2 separate regions of the Athene noctua genome follow, and region 2 is linked to region 1. The links are chromatin contacts, called in public Hi-C maps. All regions are on one chromosome and are shown on one strand. Each heading gives the region's core, a stretch centred on a gene start, on an enhancer-like site or on the middle of the called end of the contact. The rest is flanking DNA. Distances are from core to core; before and after follow the strand shown. Region 1 holds the start of CRYM (crystallin mu). Region 2 holds the start of REXO5 (RNA exonuclease 5).

Evidence for each region. Hi-C and Micro-C count contacts between places; a contact is called where the count stands out from the background.
Region 2: a Hi-C map of heart shows a contact between it and region 1, with 4 times the contacts expected there. The contact joins the promoter of REXO5 here to the promoter of CRYM in region 1. A contact is called at or near these places in 2 of 2 Hi-C or Micro-C datasets (heart and liver).

What each region holds. Positions count from the first base shown.
Region 1 is chr15:11,616,205-11,623,451 of bAthNoc1.hap1.1, reverse strand. CRYM (crystallin mu) reads right to left here and starts at 4,439. Exons shown (of 8, transcript XM_074919539.1): 1 at 3,942-4,439; 2 at 2,984-3,134; 3 at 1,869-1,931. The coding sequence starts at 3,121. UQCRC2 (ubiquinol-cytochrome c reductase core protein 2) reads left to right here and starts at 4,588. Exons shown (of 14, transcript XM_074919477.1): 1 at 4,588-4,722; 2 at 6,243-6,335; 3 at 6,465-6,614. The coding sequence starts at 4,687.
Region 2 is chr15:11,792,426-11,799,672 of bAthNoc1.hap1.1, reverse strand. It overlaps REXO5 (RNA exonuclease 5), which reads left to right and starts at 2,991. Exons shown (of 20, transcript XM_074919530.1): 1 at 2,991-3,053; 2 at 3,281-3,403; 3 at 5,040-5,161; 4 at 6,041-6,167; 5 at 7,024-7,108. The coding sequence starts at 3,284. It overlaps ERI2 (ERI1 exoribonuclease family member 2), which reads right to left and starts at 2,903. Exons shown (of 8, transcript XM_074918871.1): 1 at 2,816-2,903; 2 at 2,459-2,598; 3 at 2,076-2,203; 4 at 1,778-1,934; 5 at 1,153-1,253; 6 at 1-27. The coding sequence starts at 2,838.

The DNA of each region.
Region 1 (7,247 bases), core at 3,190-5,689:
AAACAATATTCAATAACCACTATATATATTAAAAAATTTTTTCAGTGCAAAAGCTAGTGTCAATAGCACCAAAATCCATCTTGGCCTAATTCTGGTCTTGGAATGAACTCTGACTCTTAAAATTCAGACTTAACATGCAACGGCACGAGCCAATGCAAATTCTGGGGCCTCAGCACTCTCTAATATTAGTATAATATATTACACCTCTGTGACTAATTAAGTGTAAAACCATAGTGTTGATGTTTTACACTGGCTGAAAACATGGCTCATAATACCGAAAGCTATCAGTGCTGAAAGTGGTAGCTGCAAACTAGTCCTGGTAGCCCCACACTAAACATTCTTTTTCAATTAACTGAAGCCGTAAATTATACCACAAGCATAATTTGGCATTGTAAGAGCCATAATATGTATGCATCAAGCATTGTAAAAACAGGGATAGTTCTGAGAAACAAAAACTAAAATTAATTTCAATCGTTGCTTTTGGTTTTCTAGTCTACTTCTTGCCTGTGATTCACCAGTACTTGGCAGAAGGAAGGGAGGGCTGCTGGAATCCAGCCCTAAGCTATCCTTGTGTCTTCTTTATGCATTTGCTGGGGCCACTCACTTCTATGTAAAAAGCTTTAGAATTGTCTAGCCTCTTACTTTTTCTGCTGCAAATAAATTGAAAAAAATCTCATTGATCTCATTTTTCAGTAGCAAGAATTCTTTTTAGTGTTCCTTTGAAAGACCCTGAAGCACTAATTTCAAAGGTTCCTTGCATAAAAGCATGGGTCTTTGAAAAGCAAATGCCATAAAGAGGACAAGATGACAACTATGAGCTGAACTCAAACACTCCTGAAAATTTCCCAAAACAACAGACGACAGTGGAGGATCTGACCTTGAAGTCCCTTTGGCAGGCAAGCTCCTTCAAGGCCAGCAGAGCCTTGACTGTGTAAAAACTGTCAGAACTGCCCAAGTATAGACTGGCTAAGATGAATGAGGTCCTATAACCTCATGTCCAAGGCATCCATTGTAAATTGTTCTGTCCCTTGGTTCAGAGGAAGCTCCTGGGGACAGATTCTTCACTCCAATTTTTTGTCAGTTTAGCTCTATTGCCATGGATAGAGTCACACTGGCATGAAGACTGCCATTAACGAAGTGGTGAGATCAGCCTTCATTCTGATGCAAAGCTGATGGGTGAAAACCAGAAGTATTTTTCAGCTCTGGCCCTCTTCTTATTGGCTCATCCTTTGAGGTGAGGACTAAAACCCTGCTGTGCACTAGATGATGACTTGCTCTCTTCCCACTATTAACAGCCCAGCTAAATATAGTTTTAAAAAAGAATTCAAACCCAACAATTTCCAATTGAAATTGAAATGATGTAAATCAACATACAGCAAGGTACACCTCACCTGTCTTCAGACACTGAGGTTTATGGCTGTAGACAGGGACAGTCATCTGGACATCTTCCAGTGACAACAGAGAAACTAAGAGCCGCCTCTGGACAAGTCATCCATCTATCCTGGACACCATCTATCTTAAGAGGACCCACACTGCCCCCTGGAAATGTGCCTTTTTCCTCTTTCTCCAGGTCCAGTGCAAGCCACATGGCATGGCCCAACAGCAGAAGATGTACAGATAAACAAAATTGAATTTATCACATCTACATCACCCAAAGTCATAAAGCAGTATGTTAAAACAAACAGAAAAAAATGACAGAGGAAGACACCTCAGTAAACCCCCAGAAAAGGTACATACCCAGAAGGTACATACATTATCATAAACCTAATTTAAAGCTGGATTTGATGAAAATTCACATACATCATTCCTTCTAGTTAATTTATATAACACCACTAAATTTGTTTTGATTTAGGAATCAGAAGACATACCTTGGTAGCAATTGCAGAAACTGCAGCTGTTCGTTTTGCTGTAATGACACTCCCATCTAGGACCTTTAAAAAAGTTCAAACAAACTGAAATGAACACTGAAAATATAAGTAAATACCACACATATTCATCAGATTTGTGAATTATGTGATATTACAGAGCATAGATAAAAATATAAAATTGGTAATTACTATTATAGCATCCACAAACCATACAGTCACATGTTTAAAACTGGGCAGATTCTCTGTCTTTTCCAGTTCTTCCATGTCATTCCACCAACACAAATGGAGTGAAAACTGGTCAGAGCTAAGCCACCTGTAACTCAAACAGCTCTTTGTGCACTGCACTTCCCTGTCTCTCCAATGCAGGGACTAGATTGCTCTAACTGCAATACTCTGCACTCCAGTAAGACCAGAGACCAGTGCAAGCTGGCAGTCATTCATGGCATCGTCTTGGTCTGCACAAGGGGATGGCGGGGAACCACAGAATTCCCTTAATGTGTATCACACACTGTGGGGCACTCCTGCCTCGATGTGCATTAGCTACTGTATACAAGCAAATTAAGGGGCTTAAAAAGCTGAAAGATTTTCTGATACAGTTTAGGAATAAAAGACCAATATAGTTTTCCTGACCAGTTTTGGCCCTTTAATAATGACTATTACTAAAGCGTAATGAAAATGGTCAATATTCTTTAAAAATTCTTAAATTTTTTAAACAAACAAATCAGACTCTGAATACTGTGCCCTATTATAACAATTGTAAATCTCTTTAGATTTAACTTAAGATGGTTGAAAATCAATTCTTTATTGAGCAAAGGGGTTTTTTCCCTTTCAAACGCAAGGTAAACTATTCTTCATCATTTCTCTCTTCCAGCCACCCTGTAAGCCATCAGATACCCTTCACATCACATGTAGTAGTAAAGAGCAGACAGAGCACAGTTTAACACATACAAAAGATACAATGATTTAGGCCAAATGCTCATGGGGCACAAACACATCTTTGCTGATGATGCAGATAAACTCAGACCAATTTACACCAGCTGTAGCTTCTAAGAATCAGATGGCAGAACTGACAGAACATAAACAGGGAAGAAGGCAGAAGCATACATAAAACTCACAGCTTTCAAAGAACCATTTCTGGGGTCAAATAAGAGGACAGTCGCTTGGTGAGAAGGGACGGACGAATCCTTCTTGTGCTCATAAAAAGTCACCAACTTGGTTGTCAGAGCATCATCTGCGGCACTATAAGCTGGCATGACTCCTAGGAACCTTGTAAGAGAATTACGTACATTACTCATGTACCTTTAGCATGGGAGCCTACAGCGCCGTAGTGGTTAACAAAGGCTACTGACCAGCTCCTCGGTAACCAGGTACCCGGGGCCTTTCCGGGTGCTCTGATTCCTCCCACGCCGTCCCGACCCTTGCCCGCCGCAGCCCGGCCCCCCGCTGCCGCTGCCCCCGTTCCCAGCTCTGGCGGCGCCGCGCCTCCTCCCGCCGTCCCGTCCCGGGCCTCCGCCAGACCGCCCCTCGCAGCGCCGCTGCCCGCCCGCCTCACCCGCCGTGCCGGTGCACCGGCACCACGGTGCGCACGGGCTGCACGACGCCTCCCGCCGCGCCGGCCGAGAAGTTGGCCAGGGCGGCCTCCAGCGCCGGGAGCAGGAGACTGGCCCGGTGCAGGTGCTTCTCCACCTCCTCAGCGCCGATGAACACGGGCGGAGTCGCGCTCATGGCGAGCGGCAGCCAGACGAGACGGACCTACAGCACCGCGCACCGCCCCGCACCGCCACTAAGTACTCGGCGGGGCTCCCCCGCCCCCCGGCCCGGCCCGGCCCCGCTGCCGCCCGCCCCGCGGCGGCACCGCCCCGCGGGCCACCGGGGTCCCCGCTCTGCGCCGCGCTCCTCGTCACCGAAATCGGGAACAAACCTCTTAACGCCGATGCAGCACTGAGAGGCGCATTCTCTTTATCGCGGCGCCGGTGCACGGGGGATCGCTCCCCCTAACGTGCACCCCGAAAGAGAAAGGCACAGTCCTTCTATACAATTAAAAATATATTCGTGTTAATTTCTGAGAAGTACCTGCTTATTTCCAGGGAATTTAGTGCATATGTTAATATTGTGCAAATGTACTAAAATTTGGGGGAGGGTCTCTGAGGGGCTTCCCCGGGGGCCTTCCTCGGTGTGTTGGTCCCTGGTGGGTGCTGACGAGGTGCCTCTCAGCGTCCTTCCCGTGAACCCGGAGCCCTTCTTCCACACAAGGTCTTGTCCTGGCTCATGGCTCCGGCTGTAAAGCTCCTCAGGTTCCTCATCTCGGTTTCAGCAGGTGTCTGCAGGTCTCTCTGCCCTCCCCGGGATGTACCATCACAGTTGCAAAACTTACGCCCCTGGGTGCGCTCTCGCCTGAGGCCCCTCACAACCCCCTGACGGGCACCCACCACCCCGACCCCCGCCAAGGGCCGCACCGCGGCTCGGGGCGAGCTCCGGCGCCCCGGGAACGGCCGCGCCCCCTCAGACCCCGCCGCGGGGGAAGGCGGCCACGAACGGCACAAAACGGGTCCGCTCTGATTTACCGACGGCTGGCCCGAGGGGTGGGGCGGCCCCGCAGGCACCGGCAGGCGGTGGCACTCTGCGCACGCGCACAGCCGCCCCGGAAGCCCGCGAGGTGTCGCTCTACCCCCAAAGCGTGATTGTAACCGCGAGCAGTAGAGTTTGGGTATCCGCTTGCTAGAAAGTCAAAGCGCTATGGGGCGTGTCGGGAAGGCAGAGTCTTCCTCCGGGACAGCCATCTTCTCCTCGCCGGGGCCGAGCTGAGGGGCGCGGAAAGATGAAGGGATTCTCCGTGGTCGCGCGTTCCTTCTCGGTGAGGGCGACCTGGAGGCGTTGTGCGCGGCGGGGCAAAGGCGTTGATGGTCGTGACAGCGGTTGTCCGGCCTCCGGCGGCTGCCGGCGGGCCTGACCCCAGCCAGCCCCGGGGCGGCGAGCAGGACGGGCGGGCAGCGGGCGGGCGGCCGAGCGGGCGGCGTTTGTGTCTGTGGGGCTGTTAGCGAGGGTCGTGGGTGGGGGCTGAGGCCTCGGTCGAGCCGGCAGGGCGGGTGGCGGAGTGGGGCGGCGGGGCTGAAGGTCAGACAGGCCGCGGGCCGGCCTGCGCCCAGCTCCGTCGCTGGGAGCTTCTGGCGGGGCGAGGGGCTCCCCGGGGCTTTTCACCCCAGGCCTCTCCCAGAGTGGCCGGTGAGGCAGGACCTCCGGTATGGCCGGAGAGAGAGGAGGAGCGGTCTGGGAGGGGATCCTTTATCGCTGGTTAAGATCTAGCTCCTTGTGGCAAGGTGGTGCCTTTGGCAAGTGAGGCTCGGCTTATCCCGGAGGTGTGGAAGGGGCAGAAGGTTTGTTCTTCTGCAAAAAAGTCTTGTTGAGCCAGCGGACAGCTGTAATATGTGTTAGGTCTCTGCTGGAAATGCTCTTTAATAAGATGGTGAATGACTTCTGAGTCACAGTATGTGAGTTAATTTTAGATGTGTTCTAGTAACTCATAAATAAGTAGGCTTAGAGGTCAAAAGTAGGTGTCTTGGCAAATTTGTGGTGAGGGAAGAAAGGAGTTTTTCCTAGACTCAGTCACTGAGTAGTCTGTGGCAAAGCAAGGGGAATTATGTCATTGGTATCCCAACAGCTGAGAGCAGCAGTGTTTCTGTTACTCAGTTTTTACTTTGAGATATATGGGATTTTTTTTTTTTTAATGTGAAGAGTAATAAATAAATTTATTTTACAAGTATAAGAAACTTCCAAAAAGGTGAAAGGGATTTCAGATTCGAAATCAATAGTGTTACCATTTCTGTTGGCAGCCACTGAAGGGAAGGCTCTTACGATGTTCACCTCTTTCTTCAATTGGAAGGTCTGCTTCTGGTTATTACACTGCAGTTTGGGGGCTTACATACGTGTCATCTTTGTATGCAGCAGTCAGCGTACATAGGTTGGTGCTCTGAGAGGTGACTCTTCAGGAGTTGAACTGCCTACACCTGATAAATAATCTCCAAAGTTGTGTTATGTGTATGTGGATGCTGTGACTGTTCTTTTAACTGCTATACAGTGGTCCTACAGACCATACAGTATCAGTAGAGATTTCTACTACACAACAGCAAAGAGAGGAGAAAAAAGGCTTTCTTACAGTACTACTTATTGAACTTCCAGAGACCTTGTGTAAGTCATTGCACAGGTTTGAACAGTGATGTAAAAAACAGAGAAATTAAAAGGGAATCGCTCTTTTTACTCTGGGGCTTGAAGTTGATCGTTGTATTTCTACTTTATAATTGGTTGCTTTTTCAATATGTAATGGAACATGTGATCAACTAATTCAGGAAATCCATTCTCTTACGCTTTCTCCTCTAGAAGAGACTTTATTCACTTAAAGTAGCTCCTAAGGTTGCAACCTCAGCAACTGCAGAACGAGTGAAATTATCTCCAGAGTCTGAGGATCTTGAGGTTGGTATGAATACTGGTAATTTTTTTTTTTTCCTTTTTTAAAAATTTATTCTTTAAAACTCAATCAAAGCAGAATTGTGACAGTACTTCCAGTGGATGACTAAACCAATGTTTCGCTTTTTAATACAGATCACAAAATTACCAAATGGCTTAGTTATTGCGTCTCTGGAAAACTTTTCTCCAGCTTCAAGAATTGGTGTGTTTATTAAAGCAGGCAGCAGATATGAAACTTCTAGTAACTTGGGAACTGCTCACTTGCTTCGTCTTGCATCTAATTTGGTAGGTGTTTATTCTCTTTGTTATTATACTGGCAGTAGATGAAATGGTGGAAGGTTTATGATTGTGAAAAGAAACAATATGGCAAAATTTAACATAGGAGATCCCATCAAGTTCAAAAGAATGTACATTGATTCTTGGTTACCAGATTCAAGTGCAGGAGAAATACTATTACTTCCTGGAAGACAGACAGTGACATTTATTTAGAATCATGTTCTCCAGTGGTGTCTTAAACTATATATGTGTGTGTGTGTATATATATATATATATAAAAAATATCTATATCAAGCTATGCACATAACTCATTTTATTTAAGCTGCAGTAAAAGTTAATTTGGGTGGCTGATACAAACTCAATTTTCTTGTGTGTGAAATATTTCTGAATAGGTTTTTTTACTACTACCATTAAGATATTTCAAGCACATTGTTTTCCCTTCCTGTTTTATGTCTAGCTTCAGTTAAACAAGATTCTGTGGAGGTAAATAAATATCAGCAGGTTCAAAGAAGAATCAGTCACATTCATTGTAGCAGGTCCCTAAACACTTGCTAAAAGGAGTAACTCCTGTAGGTACTGCAGGAGTACCACTGAATGGCTTGTGGGGTGTTACATCTAAACAGCCTGGTCTGTTGCCACTGT
Region 2 (7,247 bases), core at 1,742-4,241, 180 kb before region 1:
CCCTTTAGGCTTCCTATTATAGAAGGCCTAAGGAAAAAAAAATGCAGGTGCTTAACATAAAGCATTTCAAAACTTCTTCATGGTGAAGAGAAAACCATTTCAGAAATATCACCTTATGAATAATAAATCTCACAAGGCAATCATACAAGCCAGGTATCTTAATTTTACAGTCAGGATAAATAAGCTTAAACCCGCAAGTGACTTACCCTGTAACAAACTGGAATGGAAAGAACCATGAATCCTTTCTCTGTCTTAAACTAATCTGTTCTGTCTTAGCTCTGGAGTCATTAATTTGCACTTTATAGCTTACATTGATGAAGGCCTTAACAGAGCAGCACTGAAGAATACAACTATAAAATCCTGAGATGTTTGAACTGTTGCATATTGCAAAGGCACGGGCATTAATATATTTGGCATGGGTATAAATTATTTTTAAACAAGAAAAAGTGAATATTGCTACTCACTCCCAGCATCTCATTTGATCACAAGAAAGGGGGAATAGTCATGCTGTTTATCTTTAGAGGCCTAATTTTGATACTGAGGTCAAGAGCCTAAGCTCCAAGTGTCAGGACAGGTAAACTCCCAGACCACGCTTTGAAAGTTTCCTTGACTACACAGGGAAAGGTACGCTTGGGGGCTCTTAGCCCCTGCTTTAGAGCTCTGCTGCAATGTAGACTATGTAATCAAATATATGTTCATTCTGCATTATTCATACTATTCAGAATATACTTTCTGGTCCAAGTGCAGCTCACATGCTAGACCTTTAAGTACCTCTAAACAGATGATGATGATGACTATTTTCTATGCAGCAGCGTAAGACAGCAATAAGGGTACACAAAGTGAGGGAAGTTAGGAAGCAAGCAGAGCAAAAGATGTCAGGAAAGGAAGAGCAGCTCAAAAAAATTGTCCTAGGATTATCATTCATTTATCTAATAATAACACCAGGTTGTTTTCCTTGCACTAAGATTTCTATTAAAATTCACACAGTTCTAGGGCATGCAGTTTGTTAATGAGTGATAACAACATGGCAAGAAAACAAACGGGTTACTCTAGTCACTGGAACATACAACACTGGCTTGTAACCTCAGATACAGGTAGCCTTTAAGATGATAACATGGGTATAGATGTTTCACAGTCTGTTGATCATCTCACCCTGTATGTTGCCTTGAGATCGATCCAGGAATTTAAAATGTCAGGTTTTCGCAGCTGCTTCCTTTTACACTCATACTGCAAACACACACCCAGGTCCCAGTCTGCACAGAAAAAACCCCACATATAATCCATCACTAAAGAACCAGCCTAAAATCTATATAAACATGGCTTAATATCTATATAAAGGGACATAACATCAACATAGTAGTAGCGTCCTGTACTGCTGGACAGGAGACGCAGGCTGATGAAGTCTCTGTACATGAAAAGCACTAGGGTTGCTGCAATGGGACGTCAAGATAAGTGAATGCCTGTTGTTATTAAAGAATGACTTCCCATGGGTAAAGATCTCAAAGACCTCATTAAATCATTTAGACACATTAAGAACTGTGACACAGTTCACTACATGTAAAGCAGAAAAATGTAACGAGACCCTGGAGACAAAGATGTAGTGAATGTCAGCATTCAATGAATTTTATATTTTCAGTCTTATCCCAATATTGCACATACCCAGAAACCAAGGATTTTGGCTGCCTAGAAGTGAAAACACAATCTCACTAGCACCACCAAATGTTAATTTTTTATGTGGGCTTACTCCATAGAAAAAGCAAATGAAAATTTTATTTACCTGTCCAAGTAACAAAGGTACATGCTTTTGCTTCTGAAGTAGCATTACTTAGAATATCTGTACTGAATATAATTTTCTTCTCATTTTGTATCTTTTGAATCCATTTCAAAAACTGTGATAAACAAATGTTTAGAGGGACTCCTTCGTCAACTTGATTCTTTATGAAACAAAACAAGATGTATGTTAGTGTGCACTGAAATTTGAGGTTTATTTCTTTTTAGCCCTTTAAAGGCCTCTTTAAATAAAACAGTAAATAGCGATTATACTGGTGTAAAATAATGCTAAATAGCAATCATACCTGTGTTATGCCAGTTAGTTCTGTACAAAATTCAGAGAGAATAGGATGCTCCTGGGGCTGGACATATGTGTGGAACTCAGATTCAATCTCTCCCGTTGAAGTGTTTAACAGGACTGCTGGAAATTCAACTGTGACAAAAACAAAATGAGGAAAAACAACCTAAAAAACCCCAGTGCCAGGAAGGTTAAAGCTGTTCACAGGAACTATTCCATGTGCTTTAAACTGGGGTGGAATCGCCGGGCGTTATTAAGAGCACAATGTACTGAAGACACGACGTTTAAAGCCGCCTCCTGGCATACGCACGCCAGGCCCCGGGCACCCCCCCCCCCTTCCTTCCTCCCTCCCCTCCCTCCTCCCCGGGCCGCCGCCCGCCCCGCACTCACTGATCTCGGGGCCGCCCCGCCCCGGGTCCCGCCAGCACGTGGCCTCGAAGTCGATGACGATCAGGTACCCGAAGCGCTGCCCCGCCGCCGCCCGCGCGCTGCTCCGCGCCCGCGCACTGCTCCGCGCCAGCCCCAGCTGCCTGCGGACCGCAAGGGCACCGGCTCAGCATCCCCCGTGCCGAGGGGCCGCCGCATCCCCTCCCCTCCGCGCCTGGGGGGGCGGGCGGCCGCTCCCACCCCGCTGCCGGTCCCTCCGGCCGCCATCAGGGCCTCTCCCGCCACCGCCGCCCACGGTCCCTTCAAGGGCCTCAGGGGGAGGGCCCCGCGCCCCCCCAGTGCCTGCCCCGCGGCCCGCACCTGGCCAGGCGCTTGGTGGCCATCTCCGCCCTCAGCGCCGGGCGGGCGGGCAGCCACCAGCCCGGAGCGGGCTCGGCGCCGCGGCGGCCATTTCAAACCCCCCGCCGGCCGCAGCGGCTCCGCCCCCACCCGCGCTCTCGGCGGATCGGCTGCTCCGGCCTTGCCCGCAGGCAGGCGCAGGTAGCCGCGTGCCGAGACCGCGTGTTCCGCGGGGCCCGCAGAGCCCGGCGCGGCTCAGGTGGGATCCGCGGCCGAGGTCCCTCCTCGGGGCTCTGGGGGAGGGGGCGGCCGGAGATCGGCCCCACGGCGTCCGGGCTGCGGGCGATCCCTTCTCCCGGTGCTGCCTGGGGAGCCCCGGCCGTGGGCAGGCGCTAGGGCCTGTCCCGGGGGGGGGGAGTGGCTGGGGCTGCCGGGCTGTGAGGGGCCCTGGTGGCATCGCCCTGACCCCGCGGTGCTCTCCTCTAGGCCATGGCAAAGGCCGTCTGCCTTAACGGGTACAAAAGGCCCGCCGGAGCCGCTGCGGAGGCGGGGGAACGGCCGGCGGCTCGGAAGAGGAGGAAGGCGGATGGCGGCGGCCGGGGCCCAGAGGTGAGCGGCAGAGCGCGCCCGGTGCACTGCTGTGGGGACAAGGCCGCTGGCCCGCGCCTGTGCGGTATTTCTCTTTTACAGCCACGGTTTTGGTACATTTATTGCATCACACGTCGGATACTGGAAACTCAGCAAAACCGTGTTTTTCTGGCAGTCTAGGTAGGGGGTTGACTAAAGATAATGCCAAATGGCTTAGGTTCTGCTCCAAAAAATATGGAAATGAACTCATTTTGGGTGTTAGGCATTTCTATTTAAGGAATTTTGTTAAAAAATAAATACACTCTCCTCTTTCCTAATACACTTTTTCCTAAACAAAGTAGATCTTGAAAGGAGCATTGTATCCACTCAGCACATTCACAACCGAAGGATGCAAATTATCCCAAAGTTTCAACCTCATGGTAACACTTTACTCAGCCGGGTTACAGCTTCTTTAGTGCCCCGTGTGGGACGAGAGTAAGCGTGTCAGACCTGTGAGATCAGTCTTATTTGTACCTGATTAGAGACTGACGTTCCTGCAGTTGGCAGGTAGCCTTTGCTTGGTGAAACAAAACTTCTACTGTTTGGTTGGGGGGTTTTTTGCAGACCTCTAATTAGGCTGTATTGAAAACAACGGTGTCATTTGTCTAACTTAGCATGAGAGATGAGGGACTAGCAATTACACCACCCTGTGTTACTATTATTATTACCAGATGATTCTTAACCACTTGAACCTGAAAGGTTGTCGCCTCTATTTAGCTTTCTTACCCAATGACAAATGGCTTTAAAAGTGCACCAGCTCAGTCCCATGTGGGCAGGCTCTGTCAAAAATTATGAGCCCAAGGCTTGTTAGCATGGTGGGGAAAACACAGATTCTGGTAGTTGTTTATCTTGTGGGATTTGATGTTCTGTAGTGTTCTGTGGCCTTTTTTCTCTTCCCCTATATGTCGTGATGTCTTTTCATCACATAAAGAGCGTCTTTAAAATTTCTACAGCTGAAAAGTGCTCATTGGAACAGCCCATATGGTCAGTGGAGGTCTCCAAAATCATGCGTTTACTTGCTGATTAGCTTTTAGGAGAATCTGTGCATTTAGGCTTAAAGAACTATTGTGTTGAACTGTGTGGCGCAGTCTCTACTCCATCTCATCTTCTTCATGCTTGCTTTCTGCAGTTTTGGATTTTACTGAAACAATTTTTTTCCTGTAGGGGTCAGCAAATCCATCTGCCAAAACAGATCACATAATGTAAATGAAGTAAATGGCTTTTAGCAAAACCTTGCATGAAGCAACAACATGTAACACTTACATAAATGCCTAAAGCCTCTACATCAGCAAGTGGGTGAATGGGTTGAGAGAGCAGAACATAGTGTTTGCAAATCAAATAGCTTTGTCTCCTTACTACATACATCTATTTACATTAATCTTTATTGAATAAATCTTTGAAGTTAGAGTACCTAGGTTACTGAAATATTGATAGTAAATTTAATATTAAAGTGTAATTTGAAAGGAAACTTGCCTATAATGAGTGGAAAAGTTGTTTTAAATGTAGTTGATTGTATTCAAATGTAAATAGTTTCCTTTTACCATATAATTCACTTCATTTTCCATGAAGTTGTGTGATTACATAAAACCTTTCTTTACTAGCATTTCCCTTTCTACAGGAAAAGTCATCTCGTTTGTCAGCAGCTTTATTTGGTGAGGACTGCGAAATCAACCACGATCAGCTCTATGAGTTGTTAAAGTATGCAGCTTTGGGAAACTGCCACAATGCAACACAGCCCAGGTATAACACATTCATATCCAGGAATCAACCCTGTCTTGTGCCCTCATGTGTTGTGAAAACATACCTAAAGGCATATTGGCCATGCTGGTTTTGGAATCCTTGCAACGCAGTTGCCATAATGGCAGCCTGTATTATGTAGATACTACTGTTGTTAGACTTGGCCAGAGACCAGAATTCCCTTTCTGACAAAAATTCTACCCTTTCATAGTTTTGTTTCATGCAGCTTTCAAAAACTAAACAATTTTGTGGCAATGAAGAAGTTTCACACACTGAGAAATGAAATACCATGTTAATAATATGATACAAAAAATATTAACACATTTCATGATAGACATAGTTGACACAGACTAGAGTCTATTCTGGAGTGTTTGGGGAAAAACATTTTAGTCACTTTGCCCTGTTTCAGGGAAGCTTCTCAGCAATGGAAGAGAAAGGCTGAGGAGGGTATATAACCTCAGATGGCAAAAATATGGTGAAATATAACACAAGTTGAGGCAAAAATAATCCCACTTTAGATTTTTAGTAGTGAATAGAAAATGATTTTGTGATAATTATTTTATGCATTCATTCACTAGACTACATCACTACAGCTGAAGTTACTTGTCTGTTCACATTCTGATGCACATTAATAAGATATAACTGTCTTGAAGTGGTACTGCAGCAAAATTTTGCTATAACTCATTCTTTCTCTGTCTCCTATATTCTGGTGCTTCCAGGATTATGTGGCTGTTTGAGATAAGGTATAAAGCCTCTTCTCATTGAAGTCGTTTGGCACTTTGCCATTCACTGACTTAAAAACTGGGCTGGTTCCAAGTTTGTTTTTAAGAGTGCTTGATAATTGTTTTGCTTTGATTTTTTTTTTTTTTTTTTTAACTGCAGCTGGTGCCGTATTTATCACCAAAGCCACCTGGCTGGGGTTGTGGTTATTGTTCTACATGAAACGAGCCAACTCCATTTCTACAAATTCTATTTGCAGTTCAAACACCTCAGAAAAGTGTTCCGGCATGTAAGTTCCCAACCTGTATTGCTGTCTTCTAAACTTTTTCCAATCCTGAAACCATGTCCCAAGGATTAATCGCTGCAGTGAAATCACTGCCTTTTCCAGTAGGAAGTGGCCATCTTTGACTCTCAAAGCAAGCTAATGAGAGGATCTATTTGTAGCCATTGTCAGCTCAGAACAAAGGCCAAGGCTTTGATATTAGAAACAACTTTTCGGGACTTACATCTTTGAAGCCTTACCAGGTGAAACGTGTATTGATGTTTCAGACCTCTGACTGTTACGCTTCCTGCATCTTCAGGATGCCAATGAAATTAAAAAATATCACAGTTAATTTGGAATTTACGCTGAGTGAGGAGACACTCAGTAGAGTTATGCTATTTCCATTGGTTGAAAAATCTCACTTGTACTATTTGCACTTTATGTCAAGTTTCTCCCATTTTCCAAAGGGATTATTAAAATAATTATCTGAGTTACAAGCAAAATTTTTGAAGAAAGAAAGTAGCACTTTGATTCAGACTTCTAGACTTTGATTCTTCTTGAACTGCAGCAAATGCAAATCACAACTTAACTAGAAAGTCTGGAATGTACTTTAGTTTCTGTCAAAGAAAGTCTTGAGATTTGCCTTCTTGAGCATATCAGACAAGGCAAATCTGTCCCTTAGTACAAAGAATCCTGTATCGTATGTCATTAAAATGTGTTGGGTTTGTGTTGGGGTTTTTTTCTTCCTTAGGTAAACACCAAACATATTTCCACTACTTCTTTATCCATCTTGCTAAATTTGGCTGGTTTGGGGATCAAGAAACATCTCATTTGCTTGATATTTCTGCCTCTGTTTCAAAGTCTCTAACACCTCTTTTTTCAGAGATTCACATTATCATCTTCCACTAACTTCCTAGCCAGCCTGTACGGAGAAGGAGCAAACCTGAAACCTCAAAACACCGCACAAGGTATCTGGTTTTGCATCATCTCTTTGAATCATAGTGATTTGCTTTTAACAGTAATTTATGCCTTTGCCTCCTGTGCAGTCCCAGCATGCTGCTATGGTAAACTTGTTTACAAAGGAAAACAGACAGTGGCTTAAACTAT